2 separate regions of the Oryctolagus cuniculus genome follow, and region 1 is linked to region 2. Evidence: chromatin contacts called from public Hi-C data. All regions are on one chromosome and are shown on one strand. The core of a region is the stretch at or near the end of the contact, and the rest is flanking DNA. Distances in the headings are between cores, read along the strand shown. Region 1 holds the start of SH3BGRL (SH3 domain binding glutamate rich protein like). Region 2 overlaps SH3BGRL (SH3 domain binding glutamate rich protein like).

Region 1 (2,786 bases), core at 155-2,654, 57 kb after region 2:
TGTGATTTCACATAACCTTCACTTCCACACCCAATCTTCCTAGGTGCAAATATAAACAAACCAAAAGCCAAAAACGCTAAGCAACCACCTGGAATAGCTGCTACTCTGCAGCTTTAGAAGAAGGGGGAGGGTTCAGGCACCACATCCTGAATGCACACAAGGGCTGCTGCCACTGCTGGCCTTTCTTTTGAGTTGTGAAGAACAGATCCTGGATGCACTCTCAGCTTTCACCCTAGAAAACCTTCATTCTGTTCTCAGAGCTGCTGGAAAATTGTTACTCTAAATGAAGAGCAAATGAGGGCCAGGGAGAGAACATCCTTTCATTTGAAGCAGCAGCAACTTAGGCTGCCGCTGCACACAAGAAGCCACTTGTTAGTTCCCTTCTCAGTTCTCAACGTAGCGGAGAAATTCTCGAAATCAAATGTGTTGAACGAAAAATAAAAAGTCAAATAAGGGAAAATAGGAGGGATGTGGAAATCGAGTCTTTCAAATTAAGTTTTTAAAAAACAACATTGCATCACGGTTCCCAACATCCTTTCACATTTTATCTAGTTCTAACAGGCCTTAAAGTCGAAGTTAAGCACTCCTACACACTCCCAAAATAACTCTACTGCGGGGGGGGGGGGTCCCCAGTCTTTCGAAATAATCACCGAGCTTCAGGAGGTCTCCACCCAATCCCCATCGGGTATAGCATGTGTGCCCCCATCCTTTGCAGAAGTGCACTCCTTCCCTTTGCCTCAGCACTCAGAGCACATTAGTCAAATATCTCTCTCTAGAAACTCACCAATGTGTGTGTGTGTGTGTGTGTGTGTTTTACCTAAATTCTTCACCTAACCATCAAGCGCCTACCACCACCATCACCCATTGACCACAATTCTGTAGCTTTCTTTTCCCTTTAAAGGAGAAATGTGGTGCCAACGTCGTTAAGGCAAACAAAGCTAAACTTCATGGGAAAATGAAATCGATGCAACAAAGGGAAGAAAGGGAAGGAGGGGGTGGGATGGGGGATGCGTGTATCTTCGGAAGGAGAAGCTACCAGAAGAACTTCTGCAATTTAACGGTTCTGGGGGACTAGTGTGTAGGAAAACAACAAAGGTGGGATCCCCACTCTCCTTACCGCCGTAGAGCCAGAGGAAGATGCAATATATACACGGATCACCATCCTGGAAACAGCGACTTGTGGTTGTTTGGGTCCCGAAAACGGCAGCGGAGCAGCTGCAGCAACGGCTGGAACCGAGCTAGGGGCCGAACAGAGGTTGGAAGAGGAGGGTGGGGGAAGGTGGAAGGGAAACTCGCCAGAGCCCCGCCTCCGGCCTTAGCTGCTTTCAATGGGCTTGGAGCGCTGCAGTCCCAGCCCCAAACTCCGGAAGGCACAGGCTCGTTTGCATCATTTCTAATTTTTTTTTTTTAAGAGGGAATCTCGAATAGCACCGCGAGATCTGTTGAAACATTTATTTTTGACTATTCCCTCCTCCAGAAGAGGGGGCGGAGGAGAAAGAAAAAGGAAAGAACAAGGGAGCACTGAATTGAATTAGATTAAAAGGAAGCACCTTTTCCCACGGAGACTAAAAGTTCTGCGCATGACTTCCTGCTCAGAAAATGTATGCTAATAAGAAGACAGATCTTCCTTGAAAGAGCAAGCCCTGTGTTGAACAGAGACACTAGTAAGAAAACCCCTGTTCCCAAAGCCTTGCACATTTTAAGATTCCTGTTACGTGGTGATATTTCTGCTGTTAGCGAGTTGCAGGAACTGGGCACTGAAGTACTGGGCTATGCCACAGAGGGTTTAAGAAAAGTTTCAGGTTTCCCGAAGCTCAAAAAAAAGGCAGGATTGGTTTTCTTTTTGAGTTTTGTGTTTTGTTAAAATAGGGAACCCTGCTTCTGTGGGAATTTGCAAGAGGCCTCATTGGCAAATTCAAGACTGAGGAGGAAGTTGGAAAAAAATAATAATTTCTAATACTGTGTAAGAAAGTGAATGCTGCTTGTTTTGTTTCGCTTTGCTTCTTAACTGACTTGAGAAGGGAGCTTGGAGCATATGTTTCAGATGTTTAAATGGGGAACAGAGAGAGCAGATGGTTATTTTGTAGCTCTAGGGAAATGAGCAAACAATTAATAATTTCCAAAAAAGGTCCACAGACTTCCAGGTGTATTTTCAACTTCCCAAAACGTGTCAAGTGAACAAAGAAAAAGCATTTGCAAAAGAATCAGAGTGGAGAGAGTGAGTCAGGTCACCTGTCCTACTTGTTTACTTTGCCTTTGAAGTTTGCCCTTCCTCTCAGTTCTAGTGGTTTGTTATCTTTGCTTAGGCTCAATAATTGCAATAGCTTCCTAACTCTTCCCTGTCCACAGGTTCTTCCTTCTCTGATCCATCTTAAACATTGCTTCCAACTGTATGCCTTTATATGTAGTCCACACAACAACCTTCAGAGTGTATTAGTACCTTAGTCTTACAGATGAAGAAACTGAAACTCAGGAAAATAAATTTTCTAAAGTCATATAGCCAGTAATTTCCAAAATCAGGACTTGAATTAGGGTCCAACCAACTCCAAAGACCACACTCATGGCTATCATTTTAACACACTTCCTGGAACAGGGAAAGGACTCAAAACATATTCTGTATTTTGTGTCCTCAAACATCAATTTTGTGTATCACTAAGGACTGTGTGGACTGAAATATTTAAGATAAGTCTTAATTGACTATCAAACCAAACCTAAATTACATTTCCAAGGAGTCTCCACCATAATATGGCCTACACTATTCATAGAATTTTACCTGTTGCTCCCTC
Region 2 (2,700 bases), core at 69-2,568:
TTTTTGCTATACAAGTTAATTTCAAATTTTACTTTACCAGACGATGATTTTGCTTCCTTTATTATCCATATTTGTTTCCTTTACTATGCATATAGTTTTATCAATCTCCACATCATCATGAAGCAACAATATCCAATTCCATCTCTAGGATCCTCTACTGCTAGGAAAAGATCAGTGCTCAGCTCCCGTCTAGTAATGTTAGGGGCTATCTTTCAATCAAGAAAGTAGTTCCTGAGTACAAAACAGGCCTCAAGACTACTATTCTTACACTGAAACAAATGAAAACAAAACAAAACAAAGATATTACTTATGGTCTCAAAGAACTTATAAACTATAATTATATGATTATAAATTCCATACTAACAGATAACAAATCATGGAATGTAACCAGCCCTGTATCAAAGTCTAACTTCTTTCTATTGCAGGAAAGTGGGTGGATTAGGGCTGGACAAATATGGGGAACAATAGGACACAGACTGCTTGAGTATGCTAGCAATGAGCTGTAGAATTCTGTGCATGTCAGTTCCCTTTCTGCATTGTTCTGCATCTAATTTCACTATGAAATATAATGTAATAATTATTATTTAAGTGTTTCGTATGGGTCAGGCACTATGCTAAGCTCTTTACATGCTTATCTTATTTAATTCTCACAATAATCTTATAAAGAAGCTGCTATTATTTTCATTACAGATCCAGAGACAAAGAAACTAAAGTTTAGACAAAAGATATAGCTTATATGGATTAAAGAACTTGTTCCAAATCACACACTTGCCAAGGCTCTGTCAGAATAAAAAGCACGCTTAAACATTAAGCATACCGAATAACAAAATAATACACTACCATATTTATTATCTCATGTTAACTAGAATGTCTTGTCAACTTAATTAAATGTGGTTGGTTTACAATAATTTTATATAACTCTTAATTCCAAACCTTGGCCTAAAAGAAGAGCAAAAAAAAAATCTTTACGTTTTTCAAGAGTTTTATACACAGGATACAAACATTTTTCTGAATAACTCCTTATTTCCTTTTCCACATTGAGGTTCTGTGATAATGAAACAACAAAACACAGTAGAAGCAATGAAAGCCTCCTGGAACTTTAAAATTTGGTAACACCAAGTTATTGTGAAGAAGCAATAATGCACATGAATCACACTGATTTTGTCCCTCAGAAGAGTTGTGTCTCCATTTGAAACTATTTTCACATATGTAGACAAATATAGTGCAAAGTTAAGAACATTGCAGAGTGCTTCCACAACAGGGGAACAGAGTGGCTTGTCACCATTAGTGACTACAGGAAATGAACACTACGAGGAAAACAAGATTATGGAAGCTTCAGGCAGTTCAGACAACTTTGGGAGAACCTTTACAGCAAAAGCCTTCCTTTAACCAAATCACGTTGTTACAAATACCAAAGCTAAATATTCGTGACAACTGCTAGCCTAACATATATGGATCTTCTGTCTCAAAAATGTCAGACTAAGGTTGCACTAAGTCTTTTTCTTTTTCACATTTTCAAAAAACTTGTAATCAACATATTAAAATTTACATATTTATAAATAATATTGCACTACCAATTTCAAAATAAACAGACCAATTTATTCCAGCCTCTACCTCCTTACCCTAATTACTACTGTTATCAACTCAGTACAATTAGTTTCTAGAGAGGTATCAATCCTCTTTAGGAGAACTTTGTCATAATAGTGTTAAGGTAATTTGGTTACAAGAGCCATTAAAAGCTATAAAATGATGGTGATTTTACAGTCAGTTAAGATATTCTCCAACTCACCCCCTTCTCTATGCACCAAATTCTGGCAGTAAGGAAACTGAGACAAACCGCGTCCTAAAGCCACACTTCCTGCAAATGCTACAGGGCGTCTCATTCCGGTCAGACAGAGTCTCCAGGCAGCCTTCCCATATAAGGCTAAGCAAAAACACACAAACCTTCAAACAGGCTGATGTGAGGTCACAGGGCAGGCACAGGCGAACCAAATATGGTAGCTTAATTCTCCAGCTCACTTAGAAAAAGGCAGACGTGGGAGGTGGGGAGGATGTAACGACCAACTTCAACCTATCAGTTCTTGAGTCACAGAAAAGTAATAAAGCAATCAATCTGTTTTATTAGTGTTAACTGGGTGACAAATATGAGCCAGTCTACTGTGGATTGCATTAACTCAACCTTTTTCTTTTCCTTTCTTGCTACAAGAAAGGCTACTGTGCATAGTGCTGCTGAAGTAGAGTATTGCATCTGAATAAGTAAATTAGTCCAATCTGCCCGTGCACAGAAGGAAAGAAAGATTTTCCAAATGCCCCATGAGAATTGCCTCTGCCTCATTACAGAGAAGGCACACTGTGACCAGGAAAAATATCCGTAGAGGTGACATCATTTGGTTTGAAGGATAAGTCCTGAGAGGATTCATGCCCTCTACTTGAACTCCAGGGCAAAACAGAACCCTGAGAGATGGTACATGGCCATGAAGAGAAGATAATTCCCTCTACCTCTCTCTACTCAAATCCCTGGATTTAGAGCAAGTAAAGATATTATCTTTATTGCCAGTGATCACAGAGTTCCTATCATTATCATATGGCTTAGCAATTTTGAAGGCTGTTGATTCAGTCAAGGTCAAATAAAATCAGAAGCATTTCCATAGCAAGCATGCACCAAGAACCATGGAAACATTCCTATTTCTGGATCCAGTA

Evidence for each region. A called contact is a pair of places that touch in the nucleus more often than the background predicts.
Region 1: a contact with region 2 is called in a Hi-C map of psoas muscle, with 2.8 times the contacts expected there. The contact joins the promoter of SH3BGRL here to the enhancer-like site in region 2. A contact is called at or near these places in 2 of 6 Hi-C or Micro-C datasets (psoas muscle and an unstated tissue).

The regions. Positions count from the first base shown.
Region 1 is chrX:68,909,962-68,912,747 of mOryCun1.1, forward strand. SH3BGRL (SH3 domain binding glutamate rich protein like) reads right to left here and starts at 1,405. Exons shown (of 4, transcript XM_008272976.4): 1 at 1,118-1,405. The coding sequence starts at 1,162. It overlaps HMGN5 (high mobility group nucleosome binding domain 5), which reads left to right and starts at 1,450. Exons shown (of 8, transcript XM_008272973.4): 1 at 1,450-1,664.
Region 2 is chrX:68,853,208-68,855,907 of mOryCun1.1, forward strand. All of the region lies in intron 1 of SH3BGRL (SH3 domain binding glutamate rich protein like), which reads right to left. Among named protein-coding and RNA genes, the nearest start is that of SH3BGRL, 57 kb to the right of the region's middle. Within about 2 kb of position 1,319, at least 1 of the 8 cell types and tissues checked has an H3K27ac peak or open chromatin away from gene starts, as enhancers often do.